Linked DNA regions of Bombyx mori: region 2 is linked to region 1. Evidence: chromatin contacts called from public Hi-C data. All regions are on one chromosome and are shown on one strand. The core of a region is the stretch at or near the end of the contact, and the rest is flanking DNA. Distances in the headings are between cores, read along the strand shown.

What was found. Hi-C and Micro-C count contacts between places; a contact is called where the count stands out from the background.
Region 2: a contact with region 1 is called in a Hi-C map of middle silk gland, with 2.8 times the contacts expected there. The contact joins the promoter of LOC101739436 here to the enhancer-like site in region 1. A contact is called at or near these places in 6 of 7 Hi-C or Micro-C datasets (middle silk gland, midgut, posterior silk gland and 1 more).

The regions. Positions count from the first base shown.
Region 1 is chr14:5,804,313-5,808,799 of ASM3026992v2, forward strand. LOC101739436 reads right to left here. Exons shown (of 3, transcript XM_004922589.5): 3 at 1-1,651. The coding sequence ends at 1,506. Among protein-coding and RNA genes, the nearest start is that of LOC101739436, 38 kb to the right of the region's middle. Within about 2 kb of position 3,054, at least 8 of the 8 cell types and tissues checked have open chromatin away from gene starts, as enhancers often do.
Region 2 is chr14:5,841,796-5,846,468 of ASM3026992v2, forward strand. It overlaps LOC101739436, which reads right to left and starts at 3,242. Exons shown (of 3, transcript XM_004922589.5): 1 at 3,098-3,242; 2 at 1,530-1,980. The coding sequence starts at 3,154.

The DNA.
Region 1 (4,487 bases), core at 1,804-4,303:
AAAACGATCCAGTCCATTTCTCGAGACAACAAGCACAATTCATAAATGAATAAAGAAAGTCATTTCCAATAAACTTAGGTCACGTAGGTAATTAACGTACTGCCGATCTGGAGTCAGTCGCTAAACTGTAAAATTAATTAAAAGATCGTTACAGAAATAAATCATGGGTCAATTTCATTGTAAAACAATTCATTAGCAATTCAGCTTTGTCGGAATTTGACGTTCATTTCATACAACACATCAAGTTGTATTGCAAAATACAAAATATACGCAAAGTATTTATATATAAGAGGTACATATATTCGAATAATGATAATCATGAATGATAGTTTATGACCGAATGAATTTTGTCTTTTAATAGAACACCGCGGAACCTTCGCCTAAAACCAATGAGAAATTTGTACTCTTTTTATAAGGAACCGCGGTTCTGTGAAATGAATTATATGTCGGATTAGAACGAGACGATTCAATAAAAAAAAAAACAATAATCCTTTGTAAATATATATATATATAATCCATTAAAATACAACAACAAAACAAATATACTAAGAATATGAAGGAGCAAACACAAATACTCAAAGTCGCTTCGTAATATTTTACTATAACTTAAAATTGGCAATACTTTAACATTATTAACTATTTATTCTGTTACATCGAACGGTAACGAAAATGTCTTTTATTGAGTATTTGTATTTTATATTTAACTTATTCTAAATGATATTGGTTTTGAAGAATTGCGTTCGATTATCTTTTGCAGCTTCCTTGCTTGAGCACAGGGACGATCCAAAAAAATAAATCGTATATTTTATTGAATGCGTTAAAAATGCCTAGCTGCAGGCGGGAAATTTGATTTCAACGGGTACAACTCGACATCATCAGAGCATTCGTGCGCATTGTGACCATACCTTTTCACGCATCGAGGCAATGAAAACAGACACATCCGATTAGTCCTTGAAACCTTAACATTTAAAACTATGATATTACATCTAAATAACTTAATTTACTTGTAAGAGATCATAATAAACTTATAATTAGTTGTCACTATGTAAACGGGACTGTGTAGTCTGTTTTAGGTTCAACATGATATTGCTTTTGTTGCAGGAACAGTTCTGTCGAGCGGCGAAAGAGGGGGCGAACTGTATTGTGATGCGTCGCGTGACAAGTGAATTTACGTAAAACATCAATAATAATTATAAGCTATCCGTATCTATCTATGAATTATCTTACAAATTACTTAACATTATTATATTCCGCGAGCGCGAACACGTCACGGTACTCAAAATAAATTAAGAAATTAAAAATTAAATTTGCACAATTTCATAAAATAAAAAGCCGTCCGCCATATTGAACAGCACATGATTTTATTTAGGTTTCGAACGTTTAAGCGTCACTGGCCTGCGCGAGGGATTTGGCTACGAATAGAGAATGGGTTCACAGAGCTGCCCAAGAGTCCTGGGATGGTTTTGTTCAATCTGGCCGGCAGTGGGTAGGCGGTGCAGGAAGGCCTAGCTCGTGCGTTTGAAATGCGGCTGCGATAGACGAGCCACTTTGGGAGGACGAATGTGAGCCCCATGACCACACTCGTGCTTGTGGCTGTGCGCGGGGGACTTCTTCCCGTTCCCCGATAGCCTTTTCCGGGGCTTCAAGAAATCTGAAAACAAAAGCGATAACTTTAACATCGACGTTACAGTTTATCGATAGGGTGCGATGAGAATAGACCGCTCATTTGAATATAAGTACGATTGTAATTCATAAAACGAGTAGTAAAGCCGCGAAGGCGTGGCGGGAACTACAATAGATCGGTACACGGATTTTACGACTATCTGAAGCTGTTGGTAACGTAGCCCCGATGGCTGCACCTTGTTGCAGTCGACTTGTTATAATTTACGACTTCATCCACTAGGACGAGACTGTAAAAGCCAGCCCGTAAAGCACTTAATGCACCGGAATTCTTTTTTGTAAGTCCCCTGGGGGCGGCGACGGGCTTTGTGACCATTTCTAATTCTGAAAAAATATGGTGTTCATAACCATAAAAATTTTACGTTCATTTTTACTACTGTTTAATCTGCTTTGTAATGGTCTTCCAGCCTGTGAAATACGGGGTTGAGGGTAGCTGTGAATTTCGTTAAGAGTTTTCAGACATTTTTGACGTGATCTAATAAATTATGTGTTCGGGAATGTTTGATAATGTTTTGGCTTAGAAATTGTGTAGCTTCAAGTGTCTAAAATATCTATTATGTTTCTTGAACTAGAACAGCCAACATTTAAGAAGAGTTTCTAAATAGGTAACGATGTTTTTGTTTGGATTTTAATTTTTAAAAACAATTCTACGAGTATATTATCGCAGAACAATGAGACGAGATAACAGAACAACACACATCGCACGCAATAAACGATAAAGTTACATAAACATTAGTAACCGTAATATAGCATAGGATACGTACAATACAATTATTATTATCATACGTATTTATTATAGCGTGCGTTCAGATATCGGCATTATTTGGAATAAATTTAAATGTAATCTCATGAGACCGTTTTGCAAATTAATATTGAGTTAGTAGTTCGGAATGATTCTTGTAGTTTTGTTTATCGTGTGCCGGGCGGATCGGCCTAGCAACACACAATGTCCAAGGTTACATTACCGAGGTTCTAGCCAATGCGGATCAACATTTGACAATATAACTCGCGTGCTCGTGAATATTGATAAAGTCTTTCGTTTCTTGTTTTTATTAATGTTATTCAAATTTAATTTTTATGTTCGATTTAAATACCATATTTGTTCGTTTTTTGTTCACGGCGCCAAATATTTAATACGTAATACCTATTATATCACATTTTATGTAATATCATATTTTATTATAAAATATATATTTTTATGAAATACTATTTTATATATTTATATATCTTTCACTAAATTTATTTTTTCGTCGTCACGCTTTATTTAACCTTCCCTATAGCTATGGAATTCGATGAACATGTAACTATAAGAGTAACATGGCAAAAATTTATAATAAACCAACGTCTGAGTCACAACAAAAAAACTGTCGGTTTCTGCAGTCGAGAACTATGTCAATGACGTAATACCTCAAAGGTCGACCACTGGAAGCAGTTTCCCGCCAAATGTTATCACGTGGAAATAGAAAACATAACCTATTAAAATTTGAAAGTGATTTGTGAACGCTATCTAGAAAGCAGTGTCAATGTTATGATATTATCAGCGACATACAATAACATTTAATTCTCTAAATATTATCTAGCTGACCGTGAGCTGTCACAGAATAGGTAGGTGATACTATGATTAGATTATTTAAGGTTGTTTCTATATCCCGCATACAACTCAAATCATAAATAGACTCCATCGTAAAAGAAATCGTAGATAAATAAATCTCTACGCTAACGAAATATACTTTCACGTGGTTGCGCAACCGTTCCCGCCAAGCGCTCAATGGAGCGTTTCCCGCCATTTTCTCTCTTCTAGTATAACGTGACCGATTTGCGTTGCGAATCCGCCAACTGTTTATGTGCTCAGTGGCGTGGTCTATATGTAGCGGCCGGATAGTAAACATGCGGGTGCGTAAATAAAATGGCCTTGGAGTTAGAGAAGGCGCGGGCGGGGCGTATACGCTGCGCAAACAACTCGCACACACTTATCGCTGGCATTATCAATCATTTATCGTTTACAAGCTAATTCTGTGGCGTAGAAAGACTTGGATTTTGATAATACATTAAATTACTCTTCGATTGATTCCGTATGAAGAGCCTTGAATGATAAATATAAGCGTAAAATTCGTTCGAGTGATTTGGATAAGTCTGTAGTAAGTGATACGTATATTGATGTTACTTCCTAGCGACAAGACGTGAAGCCAGCTCGTTTATAGGTATAGTCAGTTTTATTAAATAATCTAGTGAGCTGGTGTACACACAAGTTGTGTGCTCAAATTGCAATGGTCAGAGTGCCGTGGCTATTTCCGTCGACCTAAATATCGTTGCGAGCACCGATCCAAACGACATTCGATGTTGCTTCCATTCTGTTTACCGCGAGAGGCATTCTCATTTATGTTCTCAACACTTTTATTCTCACAGCAACGATATCTGTGTTGTGACCGTCCGTGACTTGGATAGTAAAAAATGTGATACGCCGCGGTTTTCTGTAGCTGTTAAATTCTTGTTGATCGAGCTGCAAGGTTCCTTGCATAGTGACTGCATAAGCATGCAGTCCACGTTGGCTCGAAGGTCAGCAATGACATGCATCCGTTGTCTATGTCTTTGTTAAGAGCGGGTAGAAAATACTATTTAATACAACAATATATGAAAAACTCCTTTCTTAGTTACGCAATGTAATAATTTATATTATTTTCGAGTGTCTAGTTTTCTTTTTAGTTATAATATTATCGGTTCAAAGTTCCGATTCCGTATTCCATATAAGGAGCTTCAAATTTCAATTTTCGTTTTTTGCTGTTCCGAAATTATTATGCACGAACGCG
Region 2 (4,673 bases), core at 1,992-4,491, 38 kb after region 1:
TTAGGAAGTGCATAGATTTACATCTGCCGAAACGTAACGCGTATTGGAGAGCATTTGAAATAATTTGAATATCGTAGTTGTCAAATATTACTGGCGGGGAGCAAGTACAAGGGGACCATTTTTTTTCGTTAAGGTTTTTAACTCCGCTATGTATTTATATAACAAATATAAGGTGAGATTTTTTTGTTTGAATGAAATCATAGATTTCCACACATTGGGAAATTTTATTTTTAAATTGACCACCTCGAAGTTTCGATACAGTGTTATTAACTCCGCCAAAAATAACCGCAGAACGCACGCTGAGTTTGCCATTTAAGTTATTAAAAAGGTAAAATATGAAATATGTGTCCGTTGTTCTTTTTTTTTGTAAATTCTAAAGACAGATTATTGAAAAATTTTATTTTACATGGTAAATTATTTTTATAAACATTTTCCCAAGTTTTTTTTTCAAATATTCTTTAATCGTGGCCATTTTCATATTTACCTATTCAGTATAAAAGTTTATCGAGGAATTTGCAAATTAAAAAAAAGTCTATGAGACCGTAACTTTTCGGTTGAGCTGAAAAAAATATTTGCCAATGTGTACGTCTTTATCTTCTGTTTACCAGTTCAGCCGCAGATGTCAAAATGTATAAAATGGGACACGTGTGGGAGGCTCGTAATATATCTCACTCGGAGGCGTTGTATCAAAACAATGCGAATCTAGGTTAAATGGTACATGCGGTTTATTCATAATTTAATAATAAAGTAAACTGTTTTTTGTTTAAGTTCAAGTTACTCATTAGGGTCTGTGGTTTTGCGACGCCTACAAACATTATAATAATCAGTTAGATTTTTTTCTTCTAATTATCCCTTAAACTCGACGAAAGTTCATTCGAAATTACTCAAGAAAAGACTACAATTTTTTAATTACAGTGTTACAAATTATATAATGGGAGGTCTATAATTGGACCCTTTATGAAGTACGCGACACCTTGATGGAAAAAAAATCGAGAAACATCAAGTTACTTAGGGCAGTTTTTTACATCATCGTAATTGAAAATTAGAATGTGCCCGATTTGTTTTTGTTCGAAAGTTAATAATATTATTAATACCTGGCTATAGTGTGTATTACGTTATGTTTGTAAAGAGAACGTATAGAATATACGAGTTAGTGCCAAGACTATGCAACTGCCTATTTAAGAAACGCGCCGATGCGTCTGCCAGTGAAGACTTCATTGAGCATTGTACATTGTTACACGTAATCAATGCTTAAAACATATTAAATTAGATCAACCAGGTAATGAATTCGAATTCGGATCTTGTAATATCACACGAAAATGTCAAATCAAAGTGACATTGCATTCGTTATCGCCTTATCAGCAACACACTATGTTTTCTGAGCTAAGAAAAAATAAATAAATGTGCATGCATCTCTGTTTATCGGATTGAAACCGGTGAGCTCGAGATACTATTATACAGTTTGGCAGTTGTCACTGGCTGTTAATAAAAAATTACGAATGTGCTTAGATTAAAGTTATGTTACGTACCTGTTATTCTCTTTTGGGTCTTGGTGCTCTCTGGACTTGAAACTTTAGCCTCCTGGGTGGATGTATTCTGTTTCGGCATCGAGGTTGTGATCGGTGACCTTCTTAACGCTACCGGAACTGCAGACGCTGGTACTAATTGCCACGCGAATCTCTGAATGCCCGGTAAAGGTTGTTCATTTGCAAAATCGAAGCCCCATCTTTGACTGTCCAATTCCAATTGTCTCGCCAATTCTCTCTCAACGAATCTTCTATTCTCTTCTCTATCGGTACAGCCGAATAAATTCCTTCTGACACCATCGAGAGCGGTAACTCCGCGAACTCGAAGCGACCTAGTGTCCAGCACAGTCGTCGTGGCCTGTAGGCCGGGCGCCCTCACACTCAAAGCAGACATCTCAATAGAGTCCAAACAGCGAAACACAACACCGATTAACATCCACGACGTTGTCTTCACCTATCACAAACAAGGTCAGTTTCAATTTATCGCAAAACAATATTGGTTTAACTATTCAGATAAGGTATAGTCCATCCCGCACTAATAAGAAAACGTATTTATTGGTTTAGTGTAAACAAGTCGTAAATGACGCGGCAAGTCACGCGGTGACGTCGCACGTCCATACAACAGGAGTACGATCGCCAGTTTGTCGACGAACAAGAAAAAAATTACCAAGCTTGGGGCGATACTAGCGCCACGCACGCATTTCGATAGTTGCGAATGCAGCGCAAGCGTCGGTTTTGTTTAAGGACAGTAAATAGTACATTTTTCCTTCACTAGATGGCAATAGCTTCGAATAATTTTTTAGATGATGGAAAGTTCGACCTTGTTTTTTCCATTTACTAATAAGCTCCTCCACATTAAGCGGGCTTAATTAGGTATCTACTAATGAATATTGATATTTAGTTGTAAACAAAAATTATATTATAGTTTACAAACCTACTCACAAACACATTAAAACAACAAAATTTAATCATGCAAAGTTAAGAAAAATACTGACTATAAACATCATTATATAACACTTTTGCGTGTACACGTTTCAAGTAAATTATTGGTTAATAGTTTATTTAACTAATCTCTGTTGTGTTCTGGATAAGAGTAAGCAACGTAACGCAAAATCATGGCAACATTTTTGAATTAACTTGTTTACGACGAACGAGGACGTGTCTTGGTTACGTGTTGTTGCAGCATAATTCAATACCGCTTATCAGAAATATATCTATCTCTTTCGCGATGGTAAATAAACCTCAAGTGTGACAAGGATAGAAAATGTATTAATAGCACGGTAAAACTCGACGCCATTTTGCCAAAACTCGATTGACTAGATTTGAGTAGCGTCTATCTGGAAATTTTCATGTTAAAAACAAGAGTTATTTGTAAATTAATACTATTACATCGAAAATATTAATTTTGTCACAAGCTAGGTTCAATTAGTTCCGTGTTAGACTAACTGTCTCATTCAAATATTGCCAATAATATTGCGACATTTATTTCTCTTTCAGTTAAAAACTAAACAAAATTACGTGAAAATTTATGAAAACCTATAGCTAACTATTAAATACTGTTGGACACTCACCTTAAGGTATTTAATTATTATTACACGGAAAATCTTTGATTTGAAGACGGGGTTCATTCACTGCACTACCTTCGTACTAATTTTCAAGATACGACAATGACGCGTAGCCAGAGCGCGGGCTCGGTGCTGATTGGATAAAAATGGCGGCCATTTGTCCTATTGGCTAGCTAAAATTTAGGCGCCAAATTTCGGTTGGTCGAGACACCGGATGGCGGGAAATAAATGAGGTACTTTCCGGTGAGCCTGAGTTTGTATGGAAAATTGTTTGCCGCCGTTTGTTTCCGCGTACTCGCAACAAAAAAATAAGAAACGACGTTCATCGGAATATGCACCCGGTCCTTCAGTAGAGTGTTTCAGCATTATTTTTATAAATCCAGTTTTCGATTTTTAGCTTCTTCTATGCAGTAATTAACGACAAATTAATTGAGATTGTGTTCCTTAAATAGTTTATTTTATTTAGCGTATTGTTTCTTGTTGCATTTAACAAGATCAAACATGATATTTCATCAAGATATTTTATCAATGTATGAATTTTAAATTTATTATTCACCATACATTTTAAGAACTCGAACGGTTTTTTTCCGTTTATTGTTTCTACAATATTGTTTGATTGAATAAAAAAAGAAAATTAATTATAATAACATAGATCAATAACAAATTAAGAAAGTAACGTATCTTATTCTTCTGCATTTCCCGTAAAAACTATTGGCTTATTTTTTTACAAAGTAAACTTATTTTAAGATACTTTTTGACCTAAATAACGGAAATCAGTGCTGCAGGATTACACTATGGCTGCAATCACAAAAAATGTTTCCGTTTCAAACAGATGTTGCGTGAATGTTTGATGGTTTTCAAATACAGGATACACAAAAAATACTTTCCCTGCAGGTGCATACGATAATGAACAAGACATAGCGGTTTAGAGTCTATTTATAGAACTTGTTTTTTTATTTTTAAAGGGAATTTATTCTCAATTTAAATGTTCGAAAATTAATGACCTTACATAGGATTTTCGTATGTGTTATGTGTACCGGAAATCGATACGAGATAAGGAAACGTCAGTACGTTTTCGTGTATATCTTTTTTATATCATTTTTCAGAGCATTCAGAATATAATTTCTATCTTTAGAACATGACTAACGTCCTTGTCATTTGATTTTATGTATTGTGAATTGTATTGTTCATTTGACACAAAGGATCTTGATATCAGTTTTTCTGTGCAATACCTTCCAGCTCAAGCTTCCGTTTCCAGGTCTCAAGGGATGCTTTAAATTAGAGGCATAGACTATATGGACGCATAGAGTATTGCCCCAAACTTTATCTACTAACTAATCATGCGTCGATCCCACTTCGTGGAAAGTGGACAAGAAAAAGATTATCTTTTATGTATGTCTCGTGCACTAGGCGCTCGAATCTGTATTACCGACCTGCCTATTTCTGTCGTAAAGCAATCATGCGTTCCGGTTTGAAGAGTGGGACATTTTTACAATTATGACTGCGACCTTATATCTCAAGGTAATGACGTCATTTATAAGTTGGAGTCTTCGCGCTACGTTAAACATTTTATGCAACAGTA